Linked DNA regions of Mus musculus: region 1 is linked to region 2. A link is a contact called in public promoter capture Hi-C data. All regions are on one chromosome and are shown on one strand. The core of a region is the stretch at or near the end of the contact, and the rest is flanking DNA. Distances in the headings are between cores, read along the strand shown.

Region 1 (3,865 bases), core at 880-3,379, 1.1 Mb after region 2:
CAACTAGAAGGCAATTGACCTTAACTGGAAGAAGCTGAGAAATAAGAATATTAACTACATCTCATATGATAACCCATAAAATAAAGCATAGATCCACAACTCGTTACTGATAAACATTTTAAAATAATATAAGTAAGTGGAAGGAAAGAATAATGCTTTCTAATAGAAGAATGTCAGTTAGTAAACACAGATGAGATGACAAATATTATTTCAATTACCACTAGACACCATAGATCACACAGATCGCATATAAAATATACCAATAGATATTCAATTAACTGTTCACATTTGGAGAGAAACAGAGTATCAGGGTAGCCTCAGGTATCTCTGCCCAGATAGTTATGATTTGTAAAAGGTAAAGCAGGGAGCTAGGCATGATGGAATACACTTATAATCGCAGCAGAGGCAGGAAGATTTGGAATTCAAACCCAGTCTGGGCTGTATAGTGAGGCCTTCTCTCAAAAACCTAAAATAATTAAAAGGAAGGAAGGAAGGAAAGAAGGGGAAGAAGGAAGAAAGAAAAAGTTGTAGCTTCACAAACCTCCTTAATCAAGCGATCAAATTTAACTAGCACAGTAATGAAAGCCATTCAGGGACACCATTATGGAATTCCCATCCAACCCAGCACCTCCATCAAATAGTAAACAAACATCCAATAAACTTCAGCTTACAGTTATTCAGCAGTGAAATTGACTGATGGTCTTTAAAAGTGCCAAAGCCAAGAAAGGACTGACAGATTGGCTCAGAGAGGGAGCCGCCGAGGAGTCATGGAGGCTGAAGTAGCAGAAGAGCATGCTAAGGAGAACTGTTGAAATTCAGATGAGGGCAGTCGTGTAGTTAAAAGTATTAATAGCATTAACAGTAGCATTGACATTCTGGTCACCATGCTATGGCTGTGATGGGTATTACATTAGCGTTCAGGGAAGCTGTGGGTTTATGAATATCAATTAACATGGATTAATATTAATTAGCAATTTATTAATATTCATTAACTTTTCTGTGTTCAAAAAAAATAAAAAATAAAAACTTAAAAAAAACCACAGCCCTAGATGTAAGTGAAGTTGAAGCTGAAGGCTTGGGGGCAGGGGATACAGCTAGGCCTCACCTGTCTTCAGCACCTCCTCGCTCTAGTCTGCCAAAATGTCTGAATACCATTCAAGACACATCACCTTTTTAGAATTTTCAGTTCTTTTAAATTTTCATAAAAATAAGCATTGCATGTTAGCCATGCTCCCCCAATCCCACCCCTTGCCCCTTTCCCAATATGCATTTCTTCTAACTAAGCTTTTGGGTACATAAAGGTCCAATGAGTCTTGCCTCAGATATTTATGGAGGAGCACTGTCTATATTTGGGCTAGGATGAGGCAGACAAGACCTCTGTCTCCCTGGAGGTCAGAATTAGCCATCCGTGTCTTAATATAATGATAAAGACTAGTTTCTTAGTTAAATCAAGGTACTAAGGAAAAGAAAATTCACAACTCCATTTGAGAAAGGGCAGTCTACAGAGAAGCTTCTAGAAGTCCATAAAGCATGGCTCTGAAGCCAACAGGAGGAGGCACTAGACCAACTAAGAGAGGCAATATGTATGTGGTTGAGCTGAACTGGAAACGCAGCAGACAGCATCCAGAAGGCCCTGTTTGTGCGGCAGGTCCTCCCAAACATGAGAGGTGATGGAGGAACCTGAGGTGTCCAGTTTAAGCAACACTCCTAAGGCTGAGCCAGGGCACGTGGTCCAGCTGGGCCATGGACCTGGACAGTCCGGTGCCAGAGTCTGTGAAGGCACATGTATGCTCTCTGATGCCTCTTCCTGTGAGGACACACGGCCGCAGGAAGACAGGAGGGAGACACAGAGCCTGAGTTAGTCTGGACTTCTGTTCGGAAAAGCAACACGGAGGTGAGCAGGCAATAGACATGAATGACTACTCCGTTTTTTTCTCAGACTTGTCACTTAGGATCAGATTTCTGCCACGCCTTCCTTCTCATGTTACAGACGAGGATGGCCAGAGAAGACAGACTTCTGCAGTTTCAATTAGCAGGCAAGGTTGTAATCTTCTGGTTTATGGAGAGAGCCTTGAGCTCTGATACTATCTGCTCTGGGTCTCATCCTTAGCTGAGCATGCGCTGACTCTCCCTCCTACTTGCCCTCTACCTCGCTCTCCCTCCCTTACCCTCCCTCTCCCTTTCTCCATCTCTGCCTCCCTCTCACACACTAAGTTAATTATTTAATGCTCATAATATATATCTTGAGGATGGCATTTTGCAGCACTGAGCTTTAAACAGTGCGTGTTTAAATACATTTAATCCAATGAATATTTCAAGGCAATTAATCTCCACAGGGTGAAAGAATGATCAGATCTCCCAGCACATCATAATACTTTGGAATCAGCCGAGGGAATGATCTGCCGCCCCGCCGCCCCGCAGTGGGTTCAGGAAGATTCACTTAAAAGACTTTTAGAGCTGACTATCCGGTGTTAACCAGCAAGGACGTTGCTGAAGAGAAGGATTAAGGTGCCGCCTAGTGGTTGGTAGTGTCTATGCAAGGAGAGAAGGTGCTAGCATCTTGATTTTGAAGAGGACTCCTTTACAAATGTGTATATTTATATATACACTCACAAACCGACAGACACAGTCGTGCTTTACGTGAAATTTTGTGTGCTACATATGCTCATCCTTGTATGACCTGCTTGTGTGTGTGTGTGTGTGTGTGTGTGTGTGTGTGTGTGTGTGTGTGAACAAGAGTGGGTGAGAATTTCCATGGGTATGCTGGAGTGCTGCTGCTGAGATCTGGTAACCCTTCTCTGAGACATTATCATGTCTATCGCTGAATTTTTTGTTTGGGGAAATTTCCAAGATATGGTATTTGTTGTAGCCATGCTAGCCAACATTTTGAAGACACATGCACACATCCTGATATACACGCATAAATATTTACACAATCCGGTTTCTATTGATTTTAATGACAACTTGCCACAGATTAGAATCACCTGAGTAAGAAACCTCACTTGGAAGAGCTGGCTTGGTTGCCTTAATTGACATTGGAAGACCCACCCAGATTGTGGACCCAACCAATAAAAACCCAAATAAGAAGGGCGTGGCAGGGAGGATGCTATCTGGACTTTTGCTCTCTTGGCCTTCCCTCTTGATGATTTTGCCCCGTTGCTGTCATTGATTCTTCAGCTGATATCGGAACCAGTATTTCTGGGCTTCCATCCTGGACTAAGGACCAGTGGCTCTCAAAGAATGAGCAACTACCCTCTCCAATAGCAAACCATTGCTGTGAGGCTACCTGACTTCTGAGGCACCCAGTCTAAAGGACCTAGCCTCTACCAGGTTCTCAGCCTCTCAGGTGCAATTCTGTTGTTGCTATTTTAATTTATGTGCACGTAGGTGTGTGAGCACGCATAGACATATTCACGTCATTGACTGTTCTTCTAGAGCAGTAGCTCTCAACCTGTGAGTCCCAACACCCACAGGGGTTGCATATCAGATATCTTGCATATTAGATATTTACATTATGACTCATAAGAGTAGCAAAATTACAGTTATGAAGTAGCAGCACAATAATTTTATGGTTGGGGGCATCACCACAGCGTGAGGAACTGTATTAAAGGGTCCCAGCATCAGAAAAGTTGAGAACCATTGTTCTATAAGAACCCCGACTAAGGGGGAAAAATCCCACCTAACCTTGTCAGTCCTATGAGAGCTTAGTGTTTATTCATTCCATATTTCAGATAAAGAAAACTGAGGCTTGCCTGAGGTCACGTAGCTTGTCAAAATCAGGTCTGCTGGCCCCGGAACCCATCTTGCTAGCCTTCCTATTACACTGCCTTATGTTACATTCAGAGTGAACTTGGCTAGGCTAACA
Region 2 (3,518 bases), core at 213-2,712:
CCCTCTGACCTTGACCTTGACCTTGAGATCCTAGTATGAGACTTGACTTAGGTCATAGGCACAATGACTGACAAAATACAAGAAGTTCCAGCTGAAGGCTTATGGTGCTTACAACATAGATCTTATGCCATACGTCAGGAAGGGAAAATGGTGGGAACCCAGTACCTATATGGACTATAGGAATGAGATTCCCACTGTAGATGAAGCTGCAGCTTTGACTTTTCTTTTCCTTTTTCTCTTTCTCCTACTTTTAGCAACACGGGATACTGTCCTTCCAAGAGAAGCAGTCCATTACCCATCTAACTTAGTGTCTGAATTGTGACGGCATTTGCCATTCTCCCTCCTCCAAGTGCCAGCACAGGCTGGCCTCCACAGAGACAGCGCTGAAACCCTGGCCTTCCTAAGCTTTGTTCTCAGAGTGCAGCTTGCTGAAGCCTCACTTGTAGAGTGTGCCTTACTAGTTTCCGGAGTGCTGCTGAGACTGCGGCTGCAGCTGCCCTGCGGATCACCCAGCCAGAGCTCAGTCCTTCATGTGTGAACCTTGCATCAGGCGGGCCAGACCCTGGGCTTTGGCTGGAAGCCCCCTGGACCCACTTAAAGCACTGTTCATAATTTTCCTGGTCTACTTACCTACTCCTTCTTTTTGAGGACTACCTCTGTCTTAGCTTCACCAACTCTCAGCCATCAGGGGGGCTGTAAGCCTCTTGAACCCATTTAAACCACTGTTCATAATTTTCCTGGTCTGCCTGCCTACTGCTTCTATTTGAGGACTACCTCCATCTCAGCTTCACCAACTCTCAGCCATCAGCCAAATTATTTCTCTATAAAGGGAAAGGCTTTCCTCTACACATGACCCGAGCCATGATAACGAAGGAGAATTTCGGAGCATGTTGCTCACTTTCCTGGAGCTCTCTCTGCTCATGGAGGCCCTTCAGCATCCCTAGGATCATCCCTACCATCTGACTTAAACTAGATGACTGCATCTTAAACTTTCCCCCCGGCAGTCCTGCGTGTGGAACCCTCTGACACTACAAGAGCGGAGGAGGCTTCTCTCTAGTTCATCCTCTCTCTCCTGTTCCTTGGCTTAGAATCAAGCACACACGGGTGCTTGGTGAGGACTTGCTGAATTTATGGAACATAGGTGCAAACAGAGACTTCCATCTGCCTAGTGACTCAATGCAATCGCTCTCTGGCATGCTCATGGAGATAACTTCTGTCTCTCTTTGTTACCATGGGACAAAGTCAAGCTTAGCTCCTAATTTGTAGCTCCCGGAAAACACCAGCTTCCCCTTTCCAACCAGTGTCAGAAGGGAGCTAATACAGGGTAAACGTATAAAGTAAAACAAATAAAGACAGGCAAGTGAAGGTCCTGGAGTTGACTTGGAAACTTACACTGCTCATTCCCTTTGCCTCCAGCTGGACAACGGAACGTGGTGACATGAAAATTAAACCGTGCCAAGGGCTTTGGCTTGTCAGCCTCGATAAATGTCTGGCACAGATAGAGAAGCCTGCAACATTGGAACCTGGCTGAGCATATTGCAGGAGGCTTTGGGGATCCTCCAGAGGCCATATGTTCCGTGAACATCACCCACTTTTCTAAAGAGTTAGACTTATTCGCTCACTTTTTTTTGCAAAGCCTATCTGGTTAATTTAAATGGGGAGATGATTAAGAAAAAGCACTCTTTTCTTTGCAGCTAATATTGAGTCATAGAGGCAAGGAGGCTGTTAATTTTGAAGTGTTGCTGGGTAGGGCTTTCTGCTGATTGTGTTGCTATTGATTTGAACAGCCACAAGTCTTTAGGATCATTTTTAGAGCGAAGACATGAACAGGGCTGAAATGAAAATCAGTCCCAGATAATGAACACTCCTGCTTAGAAATCATTATGGACTGAGCCCTGCCAGGAAGGTGCTTAGCCTGGGGAGTTAGCACTTGCCACAGCAGAGGAGGAAGCCCCTGTGCTCAGTGATTACCCAGGTCTCTGGGTCTAGGCATCCAACCCTTAGGAATATTTGTCTGATTTCTTCAATTCAGAAATAACAAGTGGGATTTTGGTTGCTCATTTACCGGTTTCTTTTGCGTTTTCTCCAGTCTCCTGTGAACTTCTAAGAGAGCTTTAATGAAAGAACCCAGAGTTTTCCAGCTGTTCAATTCAAGGCAATGACCACTAGGGAGCTGTTGGGTGTTTTCTTTGGGGTAGAGGGATGGGGGAGGGATGGATGCTTTTTATGTATTGAGGGTGAGAGTCAGCCTCACATGGATCTGCCTAGTGGCTAGCTTTCTAGATGTCTAGCAGGCTAAGTTTTGAGTAGAAAATGAGAAATAAGAGAGTAAAAAGTTTATGACATGAAAATTCAATGAATTCAAGTAGCCCCTTTTTCCCTTCAGTCTCATAGATTAGTTTTACTGGAAAGTAGATGGCGGGACTAACTGGAGTGTTCCTTTGCTTGGGCACTGTATGAATCTGCTTCCATGGCACCAGGCAGGGTTTAGAAGAGTAACATTGAGAACAAATGGCCCTGCACAACCCTAAGGCTTTCTTTCCTCTCTGGATCTCTATAGATGGTTTGCTGATCTCTGGTACACGGGAAGGGGGCGCTGTTTTTCTAACAGTGGTTATCTCCATGGAGACTTGGTGGGTGTCCCTTGAGACAAACTCTCTTGTTAAGGTCAGAAAATTTGGTCTAAACTGTGAGTGGTCAAAATGAATGGTTAATTCAATAAAGTTCTCAGAAAGTTCTGCCACAGCAATCATAGTCCTTTGTACCTGTGTGACTTGGGGCCTTAGTCAGACTTACAGAATTTGCTTAAATCTACTTGAATACACTCAGGATTCCTTGAGACACTTCTTCAGTGGGTTTAATGGCTTTTCTCCACTGGGGAAACTCACTGGCATCCTCCTGCTTCTCCTCCTCCCAACCTTCTGAGTTACCTGAGACTCGCAGCCCACCTATCTTCAAGCTCTGAAGAGCAGACCCAGGTTGTCCATTTGGCAAGAAACGCAATGGACGAATCTATGGCCACACCTGTCAGTTCATTCTCTTCGGGGCGGAATCTGCCTTTCCTTGGTTGCTCACCTCTTCCTAGGGGTCCCATGGTGTCCAGGTCATCTGGGAACTTTGGTTTCAAGATACCATACTCTGGACACTGGGAAAAGCCAGTGTGATTAGTGCCTTGCATTCCTGGTCAGAGTAGTTGTTGGGAGGCCTATGCCTTGACCTACCACTCACCTGGATACCTGCTGAAGGTCACTATTTTATAACCACTCCTTCCTTGATCTTAACCAAGGTTAAGTGAGTGTTGGGAACAGAATAAAAGCCTGTTGTCCCAGGAATATCACTTAGATGCTTTGGCTTTGGAGTTGGCATGCAGAGTGACTTTGTGCCGTGAGAAAGGAGGGGAAGGCTTTAGTTTGTGTCACCACTATTTCCCTGCAAATTTATGTTGCCAAATGGCTCCTGAACTGATTGATACATCTTGGCTGCCATACCCCCAAAGCTTCCTAGCTTTCATTTGCCTC

Evidence for each region. Promoter capture Hi-C pulls out the DNA fragments that hold promoters and counts their contacts.
Region 1: a contact with region 2 is called in a promoter capture Hi-C map of hippocampal neurons, with 4 times the contacts expected there. The contact joins two enhancer-like sites. A contact is called at or near these places in 2 of 39 promoter capture datasets (cranial neural crest and hippocampal neurons) and 4 of 484 Hi-C or Micro-C datasets (cerebellar granule neurons, cerebral cortex, muscle stem cells and 1 more).

Annotation. Positions count from the first base shown.
Region 1 is chr9:98,536,447-98,540,311 of GRCm38.p6, forward strand. No RefSeq gene overlaps it. Among named protein-coding and RNA genes, the nearest start is that of 4930579K19Rik, 25 kb to the right of the region's middle. Within about 2 kb of position 2,130, at least 36 of the 459 cell types and tissues checked have an H3K27ac peak or open chromatin away from gene starts, as enhancers often do. A contact at or near this core is called in hippocampal neurons, where this site is marked.
Region 2 is chr9:97,448,374-97,451,891 of GRCm38.p6, forward strand. All of the region lies in intron 17 of Clstn2 (calsyntenin 2), which reads right to left. Among named protein-coding and RNA genes, the nearest start is that of Gm25607, 11 kb to the left of the region's middle. Within about 2 kb of position 1,463, at least 9 of the 459 cell types and tissues checked have an H3K27ac peak or open chromatin away from gene starts, as enhancers often do. A contact at or near this core is called in hippocampal neurons, where this site is marked.